3 separate regions of the Rattus norvegicus genome follow, and all the other regions are linked to region 1. Evidence: chromatin contacts called from public Hi-C data. All regions are on one chromosome and are shown on one strand. Each heading gives the region's core, a stretch centred on a gene start, on an enhancer-like site or on the middle of the called end of the contact. The rest is flanking DNA. Distances are from core to core; before and after follow the strand shown. Region 1 holds the start of Nuak2 (NUAK family kinase 2). Region 2 holds the start of Cdk18 (cyclin-dependent kinase 18). Region 3 has its middle 35 kb from the start of Cdk18.

Evidence for each region. Hi-C and Micro-C count contacts between places; a contact is called where the count stands out from the background.
Region 2: a Hi-C map of kidney shows a contact between it and region 1, with 4 times the contacts expected there. The contact joins the promoter of Cdk18 here to the promoter of Nuak2 in region 1. A contact is called at or near these places in 3 of 12 Hi-C or Micro-C datasets (Schwann cells, frontal cortex and kidney).
Region 3: a contact with region 1 is called in a Hi-C map of kidney, with 4 times the contacts expected there. The contact joins the enhancer-like site here to the promoter of Nuak2 in region 1. A contact is called at or near these places in 6 of 12 Hi-C or Micro-C datasets (the Rat2 cell line, Schwann cells, frontal cortex and 3 more).

The regions. Positions count from the first base shown.
Region 1 is chr13:46,303,010-46,308,111 of GRCr8, forward strand. Nuak2 (NUAK family kinase 2) reads left to right here and starts at 2,997. Exons shown (of 7, transcript NM_001007617.1): 1 at 2,997-3,311. The coding sequence starts at 3,069. It overlaps LOC120096185 (a long non-coding RNA gene), which reads right to left. Exons shown (of 4, transcript XR_005492311.2): 4 at 3,635-3,834.
Region 2 is chr13:46,115,258-46,120,359 of GRCr8, forward strand. Cdk18 (cyclin-dependent kinase 18) reads right to left here and starts at 2,019. Exons shown (of 15, transcript NM_001100506.1): 1 at 1,887-2,019; 2 at 1,611-1,690; 3 at 429-554. The coding sequence starts at 2,010.
Region 3 is chr13:46,149,831-46,154,932 of GRCr8, forward strand. No RefSeq gene overlaps it. Among named protein-coding and RNA genes, the nearest start is that of Cdk18, 35 kb to the left of the region's middle. Within about 2 kb of position 2,296, at least 7 of the 93 cell types and tissues checked have an H3K27ac peak or open chromatin away from gene starts, as enhancers often do. A contact at or near this core is called in kidney, where this site is marked.

The DNA.
Region 1 (5,102 bases), core at 1,747-4,246:
TGATAGTCCCCGGGAGTAGACACTCTGGGGTCCTAGAGACTCCTCATGGCTCTCAGATACACAGAGAACAAATGACTTAGCTCTTTCCCTTCCTTCTCCCTACATCTCCATGCCATGCCTGAGACTAATCTATGTCTCACCCACCCCTTCAAGACCCAAGTGGCTTCCTCTGAGTACCCCCTGACCCCTGAACCCCTTCCTGAGTCAGACAATACCCAACTTTTCTCCCACGAACCTGAACTTCATACCACTTTGAGGGGTCTCCCACTCTCTGTCACAGATTATAGGGAAGCTTGTTTTATTTATATCTTCTTTATTGTTAGGCAGAAAACTTCTTGGAAGTGGGGAACTAATTAATAGTCATCCCCTCTAGATGTGCCTGACACCTGCCTTACGCCATTTGCCTTGCTGCCTCTCATTATGAGCTCCTGCCTACACTCTGAACTTAATACTCGTCATAGTCTCTCATTCTGAGGTGCTTTCACATTCCACCCAGTCCCTCGACATACAGAACATTGAGACTATGGAGTGCAGGAGTTCAGGAATAAAATCTTATCCCCAGTGACTACGCCAGAAGGCTCACTTTCTACAAAAGCCTTTAGACCATAGGTTCTCAACCTGTGGGTCTCGACCCCCTCGAGTCGCAGGATTATAGACCCCATATCAGATATTTACATTACAATTCATAACAGTAGCAAGATTGCGGCTATGAAGTAGCCACAAAGATAATTTTATGGTTGGGAGTCACCGCAATATAAGGAACTACATTGAAGGGTCATGGGATTAGGAAGGTTGAGAATCATTGGGCTAAGTAGTTGGTGATTGGGTGAGAGGGTTAGAAGAAATGCCTCCTCCTAAGACTAGAGCGTGAGGCAGACAGGACTGAATGGGGGTGGCTCAGCTCAGCTTAGATGTCCTGACAAATCCTCCAAGGATCTAAGCTCAATCTTTAAGTCACCGAGCCGTATCCCAGGTCCTCCCTACCCAGAATGAGAGTTAAGTTACAGCACTTGGCTGTTGTAATCAGTAGTTGTGTAAACAATTGTTAATTTATTTTATGTGTGTGGCGTTTGGCCAGTATGCATGTCTGTGCAGAACATGCATGCCTGATGTCCTTGGAGATCAGAAGAGGGCACCAGATCCCCTGGAACTGGAGCTTTGTCTGGTTGTGGGCCATCATGTGGGTGCAAGGGATCAAACCCCGGTCCTCTGGAAGAGCAGTTCAGTGTTCTTTCCTGCTGAGCCATTTCTCAGTTCCCTCGGTGGTCTCACTCCTCTGTGGCCAGGCCTGCTTGTTTGCCTCCGTTGCCCATCCAGTCATCGGCTCTGTATGAATCCACTGTACGCTTTGGTCTGCTCAGCAGTGCACCGGGTATCGGGGATGTTCAGGAACAGTGGTAAGTGTCTAGATTAAGTCATAAGGGGAAACCTTGGGATCCTCTGAATGTCTTCATCTTACGGGGAAATGTTGAGACAGCTAGTTAATGGCCACCAGGTCTTCTAGTAAGCTTTAAAAGCTATCTTTAGAAAGTCCTCCCAAACTATCCTCCTCTCGTCTGGGCTAGGGGGTCCCTCCTGTTCTCACGTCAGTCAGGACTAGAACCCAGCCAGGTCTCCCAGTCTGGAGTCTGCTCCTCTGACACTTGCTTTTCCTTGTCCTAATCTCCTGGACAGCCCCCCCCCCCCAGGACCTGACAGATGGGGAGCACAGGTAGTAGATTGGTTGAGCCTTTTCTGTTTTCACAGACTACTCAGAGTGGAAAGGCGGGCTGGCAGAAGATAGGATGATAAACTAGCTATACAGCTTTCGTGGGTCATCCACACTCAGTGGATCGTCTCTGGCTACCGTTTTCTTTCCCCACTGGAAAGATTCAAAAGGTGAACAGAAGTAGGAAAATGGGCAGATACTAGTTTGTTTTTTTTTTTTAATTTGATAGTTGAGGATGTAGTAGTCCTCTTTGATTTTTTTGCCAAGTCCTAAATTAGATACAGCTAGAGGTGAGGTCCTGCAGAGTGGGGAGGGATGCCCAGAATAGCTGGAATTGGGGAAGCCCTCTTGTCCTATATTCTATCTCTATAGGCCAGTGTCTGAAATCCAGCTCTGTGGCTTTCTTGTCAGCTGTGTGGCCTTTGGCAGAAGTAAACTCACTTTCTACATCAGAAAAAGGGGTTCTGGACATACCCTTCCAGGCCTGTCAACTGCAGCCAAGTCTCATGCCCAACCTCTCACTCTTGATTAAAAAAATCACTGGGAAGAAACCCTGGAACCAAGAAGCTCCTTACAGATTTAGGGACAAAAGGATGTAAGTCCTTGGAATGTGATCTGCTTTTCCCACAGTTTGTGAAAATCCACAAAGGCCACCACATCTTGAGGAAATCCACTCAACCCTATAAAGTAAGGATTTCCCAGGCCTGTTGGATTATGGAATCGAATTAAGGTTGGTGGAAGCCAGAGTGAACTTGCAGGCAGGACCGCTTTCTAACCAGTCAACCTCCAACCCATTCCATCTCCTTATTCACCCTCTTCTTTACGGACCTCAAGAAGTTATCAAATGGCTTTTCAGATTTTGAGCTTGGGAGAAACAATTTATTTACTGCGTGTGGAGAAACACTTTGGGGCTTTCTAGTGCTCTTAGATTGTCCCTTGCCAACTGAGAACACAGCACAATAGCACAAGGCTGGCGTCATTCAGAGACTAAAGCAATTCAGAGAGCTTTCAAATTTAAGGACTGGCACTTCGGTAGTAATTGACTGTGCCTCCTTTCCCGCATTCCTGGTTCTCCGGTCCAGGTGGGCGGGGCCCCATTCACACCTTTCTGCGCCTAGCCAAGGGGAGGAGCGGGGCAGGAGCCGTTGAACCAATGGGAGAGGCTTTGGTCACGAGTCGCCGGCAAGCTGGCTAATGGGACGCAGGGGCGTGGCCAGGACCTTCCCCCTCCAAACGTTTTATAGCAATTCGGAACGCGGGGCTTTCTAGCGTGCTCGGGTGCGGCTGTGACCTCTGAGCCTGCGGCTCTCCGCGCGCTGCTGCTGCTGCCCGACCCCCTCCGCCTCGCCGTCCCCGCACCATGGAGTCGGTGGCCTTACACCGGCGCGGGAACCTGGCTCCCTCGGCCTCCGCCCTGGCCACGGAGAGCGCCCGGCCGCTGGCGGACCGGCTCATCAAGTCGCCCAAACCTCTGATGAAGAAGCAGGCGGTGAAGCGGCACCATCACAAACACAACCTGAGGCACCGCTACGAGTTCCTGGAGACCCTGGGCAAGGGCACCTACGGGAAGGTGAAGAAAGCACGAGAGAGCTCGGGACGCCTGGTGAGTGTCCCTCGCGGCTCCCGGCTCGCCGGAGCTCATAGCGCGTCCCTTGTGGTGTCCTCGGCAGAGTTGCCCGGCGCGCGCATTTTAGATGTGTCTGTCGGTGCTTTTCAGGGACAGTGCTCACGGACTCAAGAATCTTAGCTGCAAATAGATGCCTGTGGTTTGGGAAGACGGGGCTTAACTTGAATTTTGACGGGAACAAACGTCAACAGAGTAGAATGGAAGGAGGAAGTAGAAAGCACCAGCTCTCTGTAGATAGTGTGGAGATCTTTAACTCTGACTTGACACTTCGGGGCCTTTCCAGACGAGATGAAGCAAAGTTTCGTTGTGATGGGCTTTTATTCTGGGAAGTGTAAAACCAGGCCCGAGTGCCAGGTTCACTGTACCTCCCAGCACTCCAGCCATGTCTTTGGGTTTGAGGCCTTTGGGGAACTTGCCCTTTTGATTCACGCGTGTGTAATCGTCATAGTAATCCATAACTCAGAGCGAGTTCCTCCATGTCTGTTTTCTGTTTCCCCTTCTGCAAAAAATAGGGAGAACACAGCCTGTCTCACAAGCTTGGAAGAGTAAGATAGAAATGCACGTGAGCCCTAATCATAGGTCCTGTGCTGAGAATGAATACTTCTATCTGGAGGTGTCCCCTTGAAAGGATAGCAGATTTACCAAAAGTTACACAATGTTTCCTCCGCACCAGTTCAGCAGGTCTGGGTATTAACTAGGTACCCAGCTCAGTTTAAAATGCTCAGTCTCTCATTTCCCACCAAGTATTTTTAAAAGATCCATAATCAGAGCAGGTAGGTGGTTTAGGGGTAACAGTTGGTGGATCCAGTGGATGCTGGTTGTGGTGGTGGGGGTGCGTGCCGCCATCATTTGCCCTCTCGACTATGGGAATGGTCCCCTCCCCTAATTGTTTGCTTTTGCAGCCAGTAGCTGGTTTGAAATTCAAGAAGTCATTTCATTGGTGAAGGAGAGTGGATGTTGGAGAAAGGAGTGGATTATAACCCCATCAATAGGAACAAGTATGTTTTTCCTGCTAAGGCCTGGCACGGTCCCCAGTTGCCCGCTGCCAGGTTACAGTTATTGGGCAATCGTGTACTTCCGGGCTTTCTTTTCTTTCTCTTTCTATAAAGTGCCAGGATCCCAGAGGCTCCAGGCTTGAGACTTCAGGGCCCAGGCTTTGTCTGGGGGCTTAGCTAGAAAATAGTTGCTTGTGGCTTGTGTCCCATGTCTCTTGTTGTGGGAAGAGCGGGTTGAGAGAACTAGAGTGTCTGAGAAACTGAGATCAAAGTTCAGAGTTCCCATCGGCTCCTGACTGAGGTCACTGCCTTACACACACACACACACACACACACACACACACACACACATACACACACACACACAGAGAGAGAGAGAGAGAGAGAGAGAGACAGAGAGAGAGATCACATTTGATTTTGAAGTGAAGTAAATCAATGACTCTTACATCAAAACAGAGAGACTCAGAAGGAATCCCCATGTGTCTTGCTGCATGCAAGGAGCCAAGATCAGCAAACGTGGAGAGTCTGCCCTGAAACTCCCCAACCAGACCACCCAGGATTGCTGCCTAGAGTTTGCTCAGGGTCCCCTCTCTTTCTTGGAAAGCAGCTCTCTGCTGTGCTAATGATTTCCCAATCCTGGAGCAGTGCCCTCATCCTCACCCACCCACCCACCCACCCACCCACCTACCCACCTACCCACCCCTACGTCTTAACTGCTCTCCCTAAAGAGCCGCTGCTTCCCATAGTTCAGTGGGGGAGAGGGACATGGCCT
Region 2 (5,102 bases), core at 769-3,268, 190 kb before region 1:
CCTTTAGTGAACTTGTGGATGTACACAGTGGCTTCTCCGGAGATGCTCACATGCTCAAACCACATCTCTGCATAGCAAAACACAACTTGAACCCTATTCAGATACTCCTGCTTTGGTTTTGTTTGTTTTGTTTGTTTCCGATAGAACCTTACAGTGTGCCCTAGGCTGACCTGGAACTATGTAGCCCAGTTAAGTGGTTTATTGGTCTTAAGTGGGGGAAATTCTGGGGCTCCCAGGGGACTCAGGGACTGTAGGCTCCATGCCCAGGTGTGTCCTTGACTTAGAGAGACTACTTATCAAAATCCTCAGGGGCCAGCAGGTGGCGCCAGAGGCATAGGAAGCTTTCTGGAAACCACTACAGGCTTCAGCTGGGGTGAAGAAGGCCAGGAGTGTCTTCCCACACTGGTGTCTCACACTCTTGGACTCACCAGGGAGGCACGGCGGGACATTCGGGTGAGTGGTTTGGGCAGCCCTGGGTTCTCCAGCTGTAGCTTCTGCAGGAATTCCTGGGGCAGGCGGATATCCATGGGCAGAGAGAGCCTCTTGTTGAGGTCCTGAGGTGGCAGATGGGATAGGAACATCATGTTGGCCCCAGGAGGCCCTTGCCTCTCATTCTGGATCATCTGTCCCTATAGGGAAGGCCAAGCCACAGGCTATGACCTCAGGCTCACAACCACCTGAAGGGTGAACATTTGTGGCCCTGCAAGGATTGCTGTGTGACCTTTAGACGGTTCCTTCTCCTCTCTGGGCCACAGTAGAACATATATCTCACCCTGTCACAGATAATGTAATTTCATAAGCACATTTTTTCCTATACTTGGCATGGGTATGTGGATTATAAAAACATGGGGTTTGGGCCGGAGAGATGGCTCAGTGGTTAAGAGCACTGACTGCTCTTCCAGAGGTCCTGAGTTCAACTCCCAGCAACCACATGGTGGCTCACAACCACCTGTAATGGGGTCTGATGACCTCTTCTGGTGTATGTGACAGTGTAACTCATATACATAGAATAAAATAAATTAAAAAAAAAACCATGGGGTTTGCTACCCCATTAGAACAATACCAACCAACCAGAGCTCCCAGGGACTAAACCACCATCCAAAGAGTACACATGGAGGGCTGGGGATTTAGCTCAGTGGTAGAGCGCTTACCTAGGAAGCGCAAGGCCCTGGGTTCGGTCCCCAGCTCCGAAAAAAAGAACCAAAAAAAAAAAAAAAGAGTACACATGGACAGACCCATGGCTCCAGCTGCATGTAGCAGAGGGTGGCCTTGTTGGGCACCAATGGAAGGAGAAGCCCTTGGTCCTGTTAAGGCCGGACCCCCAGTGTAGGGGAGGGGGAATACCCTCATAGAAGAAGGGGGAGGGGGAGGGGACAGGGGGTTTATGGATGGGAAACCAGGAAAGGGGATAACATTTGAAATGTAAATAAAAGATATCCGAAGAATAAAAAATAAAAAGTCTATTGTCTAACCAAGAATGCTCTAGCACTTGGCATATATCCTCGCCAAATAATCCACACTTATCCACAATAAGCTGCACCCACCCTGCCATGTATATATACCGCTGTGATGTATGCCTGACCCGTGCAGCCTGGAAGGGGCACCCTCACCTCCATGGAGAATCGGCGCTGGTTCTGCCGTTGCTGATACTGCACGCCCGGAGACAGCTGCCCAGGTTCGTCCCTGCCGTCTGTGGGCGAGAACACGCTTGGTTACAGCTCACGGGACTGAGTGGCATGTCTGAGTGGGACAAGTGTCAGTCCCCACCTCCCACTCCACAGTCTGTCGCCAGCCCAGAGCACACCACCCCTTCTCCTTAATGTCAGCTAGTCAGCAGCAGTCACAGGGAGTCTGGGTGGGAAAGAGCTAGGTGGCCTGACCCTCACCCTCATTCCTCTGAGTGTGGAGCTGGTTGAACTGCTCGGTGAACTCGGTCAATGACTCCTCAATGGTCTCTGGGCGGGGCACTGACAGGGAAAGCCTTCGTTTGAAGTTCTTCATCTTGTTCATGATCAGCAGGGGTCCAAGGTGGGTCCTGGGACAGAGAGGAGAGAACAAGGCAATGTGGACAGGGGACTCGTGGGAGCCAGGTTCTGCACGTGGCATGCTTAGGTTCCCGTGACCAGAGCCACAGCTCCATGATTGCAGGATCTAACCCTGTTCCCTTCTCCAGTGACCCTCAGCTATCTTCTGACCATGAATATTCCCTCCCCTGGCATCACGGCATCAATAGCTATAGCTACAGGTTTGCAAGAGGCCACTCCAGACATTCAGCCTCCAGGGGGTCTAGAGATCTCTAGGGCAGGATGTCAGAACTGCACGGCCCTCGGGCCATCTGCTCTTTCTGAAGGAGCCTAACGGACTGGCAGCTGCCGGCCACCTGTCAGCAGGTTTCAGACTCCGTGGTCTCTTTCACTGATACCAGAATGTCCCCTCTCTGGCTCATCCTGGGTCCTTAGGAAGGAGATCGAAGGAGAGTAAATGCATGGCCCAGTTCCACCTGTGCTGCAGATGCAGATGCGGTGTGCAAGTCAGGGACAGAGTGGGAAACTCAGCCAGATGGGGAAAGGGGACGCCTATGTTGCTGGACCGTCCATCACCTCAGTCCTCTGAGCAAGCCTGGGTTCTCTCGCCTGAGGACACTGGGGCAGGAGCTGGCCCTCTGAACTCTGCTTTCTACAGGTGGGCACTTCATTCTATTCTCTCTCTGTCTCTCTCTCAGATTTATTTATGAATAGGAATACGCTGTTGCTGCCCTCACACACACCAAAAGAGGGCATCAGACCCCATTACAGATGGTTGGGAGCCACCATGTGGTGTTAGGAATTGAACTCAGGACCTCTGGAAGAGCAGTCAGTGTCCTTAACCACTGAGCCACCTCTCTAGCCCCCTACCCCCCTCTCTCTCTTTCTCCCTCCCTCTCCCCTTCCTCTATCTCTACTCTGAGATAGTCTCACTGTGAATCTCTGCCTGGCTTGGAACTCATATAGACCAGGCAGGCTTAGAACTCACAGAGATCCACTTCCCTCAGCCTCCTGAATGCTGGGATTAAAGGCATGGGCCATCATGCTTTTCCTATAGGCCTACCTTCTACCAGCTATAGGCTATCTTTTACAGCCATATCTCCATCCTGGGGCCCCCAATGCCTTTACTTACAGTGGGGCTGCAGGAACCAGAGGCTATATAACTCTTGACCTCTCCATCCTGGCCAGGAAGGCATCAGGAAGGCAACAGACATCCCTGTTTTGGGAGGGGCCATCTGCACTCCTCCCTGGGCCTACTTCTAACCCACTTCTGGAGGATGCTCAGGCCTGTGGCTGGCTAGCACCTAGTTGCCAAGGCAACCAGGCCCCTCCAGAATCCTCCTGGTTTAAAGGATTATGGGTCAGTAACATGTTTGCTTTGCTTAACGATCAGATATATCCTCCTTCCTCTGTGAGCCTTGAAAAGGTCCACTCCCCTGCACTCCACGTTCCCGGCTGTCCCTACCATAACTGAGCTGGGCCCCCAGGCTGTCCTGACCCAGGCCTGTGCCTTTTCAAGCAGAAGGCTCTGTCTACACGGCCAGCTGAGCCCTCCTCTGCTGAGCAGCTTGCAGTCGGAGTCAGTTCAGCACACCGCCTGTGGGGCGTCTTGTGCGCAGCACGGTGCCGGACACTAGGTTCCAGTAACCAAACAAGATCCCTGCTCCCAGGGAACTCAGGTTAATGGTGGCGCACCGCTGAGGCTCTCCAGGCTTCCTTGCCTTGCCCACCTGGGTGCCCCCCTGGAGTTCTATTGATTTCATTTCTTCTTACGGCCTCCGCCTGCCTTCTGCAGAACTCTGGGAGAAGGCTCCCAGAAGACAGCCACTCTGCCACATGCCCTTGTGTGTGGCATCTAAACGGAAAGGACCCATGGAGGCTCTGTGGAGGTGACAGAGGGTTCAGTGACAAGAAGTCTTGTCACACCCTGCCTGGTAACTCTCATTCCCAGCAGGACCAGAGGGCAGAGATCACTCCGGGTAGATGTCCATTGTTGTCCAGGTGTGCTGAATGCTGGGATGACCAGAAACACTGGGGAAAAAAATCCAAACTATCAGCTTCTGGAACTCTTGGGATCGAACCTGGGACCTTACAAGTGGTAGGCAAGGAAAATGCCTACCTCCTCACCTTCAAGACTTTTTTTTTTAATTTATGTGTATACCTATGTATATATGTATATGTCACGCGGATGCAGGTGCCCCTGGGGGTCAGAAGAGGGAGGTGGATCCTCTAGATTTGGAATTACGGGCATCTGCGAGATGTCTGATACGGGTTCTAGGCAGAGGACTCAGGTCTCCTGGAAGCCCAGCAAGCACCCTAGACCACTGAGCCGTGGTTCCGGCCGGCTCGTCTTTTGCAATGGCTATTTTGATGCAGCCCTGACTAGCTTGAATTTCCAGTCTTCCTCAATCTCTCCAGTGCTAGGATTACAGGCTTGTCCCTCCAAGACAGGCAGAAGATGTATTTTTAAGACAGTTTCTCCAATAACCAGCATGTAGAGACATGGTTGGCAGGATCTGGGGTTCAGGTGTTCAAGTGAGGGCTATCAGCCCACCCTTCCAAACTGCCATCTGGGTTTGGAGGGGAGCCCCCAAAGCTGCAGAGGACACAGGAAGGAGACAGACAGATACAGAGAGAGAGAGAGAGAGAGAGAGAGAGAGAGAGAGAGAGAGAGAGAGAGAGACAGAGACAGAGAGACAGAGAGACAGAGAGACAGAGAGACAGAGACAGAGACAGAGACAGACAGACACACAGAGAGAGACAGAGACAAAGAGAGAGACCATAGCTGAAGGGACATGGGGCACGTGGTGGGGCACATGGCCAAGGCCACTCTAAGGGATGCAGGGACACATGCACTTGGCTGCTCACGGCTTCAGCTCTACCAGGAAGAACCAGAGCTGTCTAAAAAATAAAAATAAAAAGCTCTCCCTGCAGTCAGCCTATAGTGTGGGCTTATGGGATTGCATGATGGGTTGTTAGCTCAGGGATCTCCCAGTAGCTGCCATGATTTACACCCTGGCTTTTGTTCCGGGTGGATGACTTCTTCAAGACAAGAACCGAGCCAAAATCCCATCTGCT
Region 3 (5,102 bases), core at 1,046-3,545, 150 kb before region 1:
GATGTTTGGTGGAGGTTCGGTAGTGGGGGAAGGGGTGCCTCTCTCTGCGGGTCCATGCTGAGGCATCCCTTTCCCCTGAGGGACCAGCCACACAATGATAGAAAAGAGGTCATTCAGGGCATAGGGAGGGGAGTTGAGAAAGAGAGAGAGAGAGAGAGAGAGAGAGAGAGAGAGAGAGAGAGAGAGAGAGAGAGAGAGAGAGATCCTGACCGGCCATGAGCACGTGGAGAGAGAGCGCGGGGAGGGAATGGGGAGAGAGAGGGTAAGGAGTAGGAGGAGCAACAGAGAGAGAAGGGGGAAAGCAACTCCTTTTATAATGAGTCAGGCACACCTGGCTGTTGCCAGGTAACTGTGGGGCGGAGCCTAGACTAAATGCCAACAATCAGCATTGTCCGTATATATGTACTCAATTGTTCATATACCATACATATTCGTACATTTCATAATTAATGAATTAATTAGAAAGTCTCAAGCTGGCCTATAAACTCAAAATCCTCCTGTTCAATCTCCCAAGCACTGGGGCCACCCACATGCTCTATCCCCGGCTCTTTATCTCTAAGGAAAGACTGAAACAAGGACACAGTAGCTAGCAGGTCATCCATCTGGGATTTGGACCCAGACAACCTGGGCGTGGAGAGCCCACTCTCCCCAGCTCTGCTCCAAGGATTGCGGCTTTGAGTCCTACCGCAGTGTCCTCGTCCATATACCAGTTGAGCCTATCCAGTAGCTTTTTAGTTGAAAAGCACCAGAACAACCACTTCTCTCTGATTTAGTGTCCCCTTTCCTGCCTTGTGTTGCCCAAATAGGATGTAAACCTAAAGTTTAGAACAACAGCATCCCTTCTCAGTTCAGGAGAACCCTCCTCGATGGCCTCTGCTGCCACCTGCTGGCCGTAGAGGGTAAGATCAGTCTTGGGGCATTTTAGAGTTTTCTCTACGTGACGTCATTCTTTCTCCTTAGCTATGAGACCATTTCTGGTGTCTCTTGGACTATTTGACTCCCAAGCCTCCTTCTCTTCTGAGATCCAGGTTGGTATATCCCAGTGCAAAAGGCTCTACCCCTTCAGCACCCCATAACTCCTCACCGCCACCAAGCAGCATGCTCCCGAGTGTAGAGTAGGCCAGGGGACTGCGTATTCATCGTACCAGGAGTTCCTCAGAGGGAAATGACACAGATCCTGCTCAGGCTGGTGGCGAAGCAGGGTTTAGATCCAAACCAGAGAAACTGTTGCTTTCTCTGGCATTCTGGGTCACTCCAGGGACCCCTGAACCAAACAGAGATGGAAGTGAGAGCCCAAGCTTTTTGGAGTGGCTGGGGACAGGTGCTATGGCTGAGGCGGGGCCTGAAAGGGTGCATGCCTAGGTCCACAAGCGTGGAAACTAGAAAGGAATAGGTCCCACGAAGAGAAGACAGGGTGGTGGTCAGGACCATGGATTCTGGTAAGAGCAACAAGAAATTGAACAACGGAAAGGGAACAAGAAGGAGCCAGATGGGAGCTGAACACGAATGAAGACAGTGGAGGCTCCCACATCTAGAGCAAAGGTTGGGGGTTACAGCCAGCTTCCGGTTTTTGTTCACCTGCTCTTTTTCTTTGGGTTCCGTGGATCGAACCCACGGCTCTGGACAAGGTTTTACATTTTTAAGTGCTTGAAAAAAGATACAAGAAATAATTTTGTTAATGAACGAAAATAGTGTGACGCTCCAATTTCAGTGTTTGTTAATAAAGTTTTATTGGCATACAGCCATGCCAGTAGGCTTTGTCCTTGACTAATTTCTGCTATACCGGTGGGCAGAGGTGGGTAGTTCCAACATAGGGCTCACAGACTTAAAGCACTTATTATTTGTCCCTTGACTGCAAAGCTTAAAGAATAAAGGGGTGGTGGGCCCTGGAGAAGAGCCATGGGAAAGAAGGGGGATCTTGGGCTTCTGTTGGAGGTGGAGGCACAGGAGCAGTGGATGGGCTGGGCTCGACTCTCCAAGAGCCTTTCCAGATTCTGCCACAATGGAAACATTGTAAAGAACCTGTATCTTCCCGGTCCTGTTTCCTACAGCCTGCTCCACCACTATGAAGGCAATTATATACCTCTAATTCTTAAGATTTCTATCAGCACAGCGGGAAAGATAATGCAGACCTTGAAGGTTTGTTGACACTTCTGAAAGATAACAGCAGCTAACCGGGCTGTGAGGCAAATGTACTTCCAGGCTCGTCCACTAGAGGGCAGGAAGGCCCTGCTGGCTGCTCCAAGGTCTGCAGGGTTCCTGACCTGGGGAGAGATGCCCTTCCCTGCTGTTTACAACCGGTGCCCTTTGATCAGCTCACAGCCTGCCAAGGACCAGGCTAATGCAGAGCTTCCCACTGGGGCGAGGCAGGTTTCCTTCTTTTGCCCTTTCTCTGTTTCTGTCTTGCAGAACAGACTGACAGGAAACATCAAGGTAAATGGTCCCTGCACAGGTCTGTTTGCAGTTTGCAAAATCCTTTTGTTCTCAGCCCTTTGCAAGATCCTCCGATGTCCCTGTGATTTGGCAGAAGAGGTTTGGAGAGGTTGATGACTTTCCCAAAGCCTTGAGCTGGAGAGCAGGGTGTGGGGGATCAGAGCTGGGATAGTGACCACACAGACAGCTGGGCATACGGACTACACTTTCCAGAGAGATTGACTCCATCTTCCTTCTATAGCTCCTGGCTGCGCTCCTGCTCCCACGATGGGAGGAAATCTGGCAAAACTTCCCAACTTTCCCTTCTATTCCCACCCACAGGTGCTTCAGATGGGAACTCATTTCTGCAGACTTGGGCTATCCTGGAACTGGGATGGCTCTTCAGGAATTGAGAACACAAAGGGAGACACACACACACACTCACAGACACACTCATGTATTCTCATATTTACACACAGACACTCACAAACATGTATATTCAAAGTCACAAACATTTACTCCCATTCACACACACACTCACTCATATGCACTTAAAAAAAAAGATTTATTTATTCCATGTATGTGAGTATACTATAACTGTCTTTCAAATACACCAGAAGCGGACATTGGATCCCCATTGCAGATGGTTGTGAACCACCATGTGGTTGCTGGGAATTGGACTCAGGACCTCTGGAAGAGGAGTCAGTGCTCTTAACCACTGAACCATCTCTCCAGCCCCATATGCACTTTTGCACACATGCACATGTATGCACTTACTCACATACATACCTACAGACTCACACGCATGGACAGACACACACACACTAGCAAATGTGCACAGTCACAAACACTTTAAAAAACACATGTGCACGTCCATGCTCTCTCTCTCTCTCTCTCATACACACACACACACACACACACACATACACACACACACACACACCAGTCAAAGATCAGACAGAGAGAGAAGCCATGGGGCTGAAGTGGTCAGGGGAAGCAGGACAGACAGGAAGATGAATCATATAGGGCACAGAGCTCTTCATTCACATCCCAACACCAGGACAGTTCGGCATCAATCGAACTCCGTTCTCTTCTTCAGAGAATGGCCTGCCTCCCTCCCACCAGCCCATCCTTGTTGGCAGGGCTGTAGGGATCCCGAGGATGAAATGCTGGGTGAGGGAGATCAGCGAGGGGGAGGCGGGCAAGTAGCTGCAGTTCCAGAGGCAGCGGGCACCCTGACCTCAGCATTGCACACAAGTTGCTACGAGGAGTAGGCTCTTCTAAACAGCTTGGCATTGTGGTGTACGTGACCGACTGCGGAGAACAGACCACTTCGGGGGAGGAGAGAGGGCTTCCCCACAGGTAGGAGCCTGGCATGGCCTGACAGGTAAGAAAGTAGAATAGTGCTTTAGCTCAGAGTATTCCGGAAACATCTCATTGAACCAAGGGTGCCCACTGCAGGGCTATGATGCTTCAGGTCCTGTGAGCTGTCTGCCCTACAGGAAGGAGGGCGAGCCAGTCAGGAGAGTCTAGGCTGTTTTCAGAGGAACCCCCTTCCCCCCAGTTCAAAGGTCTGCTTGTCCCATCTACCACACCCCTCCACCCCTGACTCCATATTCCCAGCTTCTCCAATCCGAGCACCGACATGGAAATGCCCCCTGGGACTTCTCAGTGGGCCACTTTGCAACTCCTGCTGCGGTTTGCCACAGAGTCTTTTGCTGCATGTTCACTCTGGGGGGTAGAGTCTCACACCATGATCTTGCCACACGAAAGGAGACTGTGTCCCACAGTATAAGGGAAAACCTTGGAAAAGCACATCCCACCCTCTGAAGAGCTCGTGGGCTGGCAGGAACTGGTGGAGGACCCGCCCCGCTCTACCACAGGAGATGCATATTGCAGCGGGGGGGGGGGACCCCCACACCGGATGTACGGAGGGTCTGGGAAATTCAGGGCTCTTCAAGAAATAGGGACTGTGCTGTAAGGGAACAGAGGACCTGGGGAAAATGGGACAGGGAGGGAGGTACGGGGGAGCATGAGGTAGCATCTCTCTCTGGGTGATCCACAGGCATCTCCCAGGTCAATGTGTCCCAGATTGAACCCAGTGACCTCCTGAAGACCTATCTCTGTTCCAGCAGCCTGGCTGGTTGATGGCACACCCTCCTCTAAGCCCTCAGCCAGGAACAAGGCAAATCCCCCTCGCACCTCCCTCTTCCCAGCTCCACATTCCCTGCCAGCTACACAGTTTGCCAAGTTTACCTCTCAGTTTTCTCAGATCCACCCCTCGCTCGCTCTTTCAGCAGCTCCTTGCCTTCCTCCTCCTGCCTGCCTGCAGCAATGGCCTCCCGCCTTCCCTAACTGCTCCCGTTCCCCGGATGGCGGGAGGCTCTTCAGCACTGCTAACGGGGATGCTGTGCTTTCTCTTCTGCCTGTCTAGGTAGCACAGTGTGGGGTTGGGTGCTAAAGTCAGATGTCTTAGGTTCAAATGCACCCTGCAAATTCATACTTGGGCGAGCCTCTCTGTTGCTGTTCCTCATCAGGCGAAACCAGAACTTAACAAAAGAGGTCTCCTGCGGGCAGAAATAACATGCTTTTCTGTGTTTGAGTTTCTAGCTCCGCCTTCATTTCCTCTCCTGCCTCCCCTCGCTCCACACGCTCAATCCTCTTCTTCCTCCCCTGCCGTACCTCCCTCA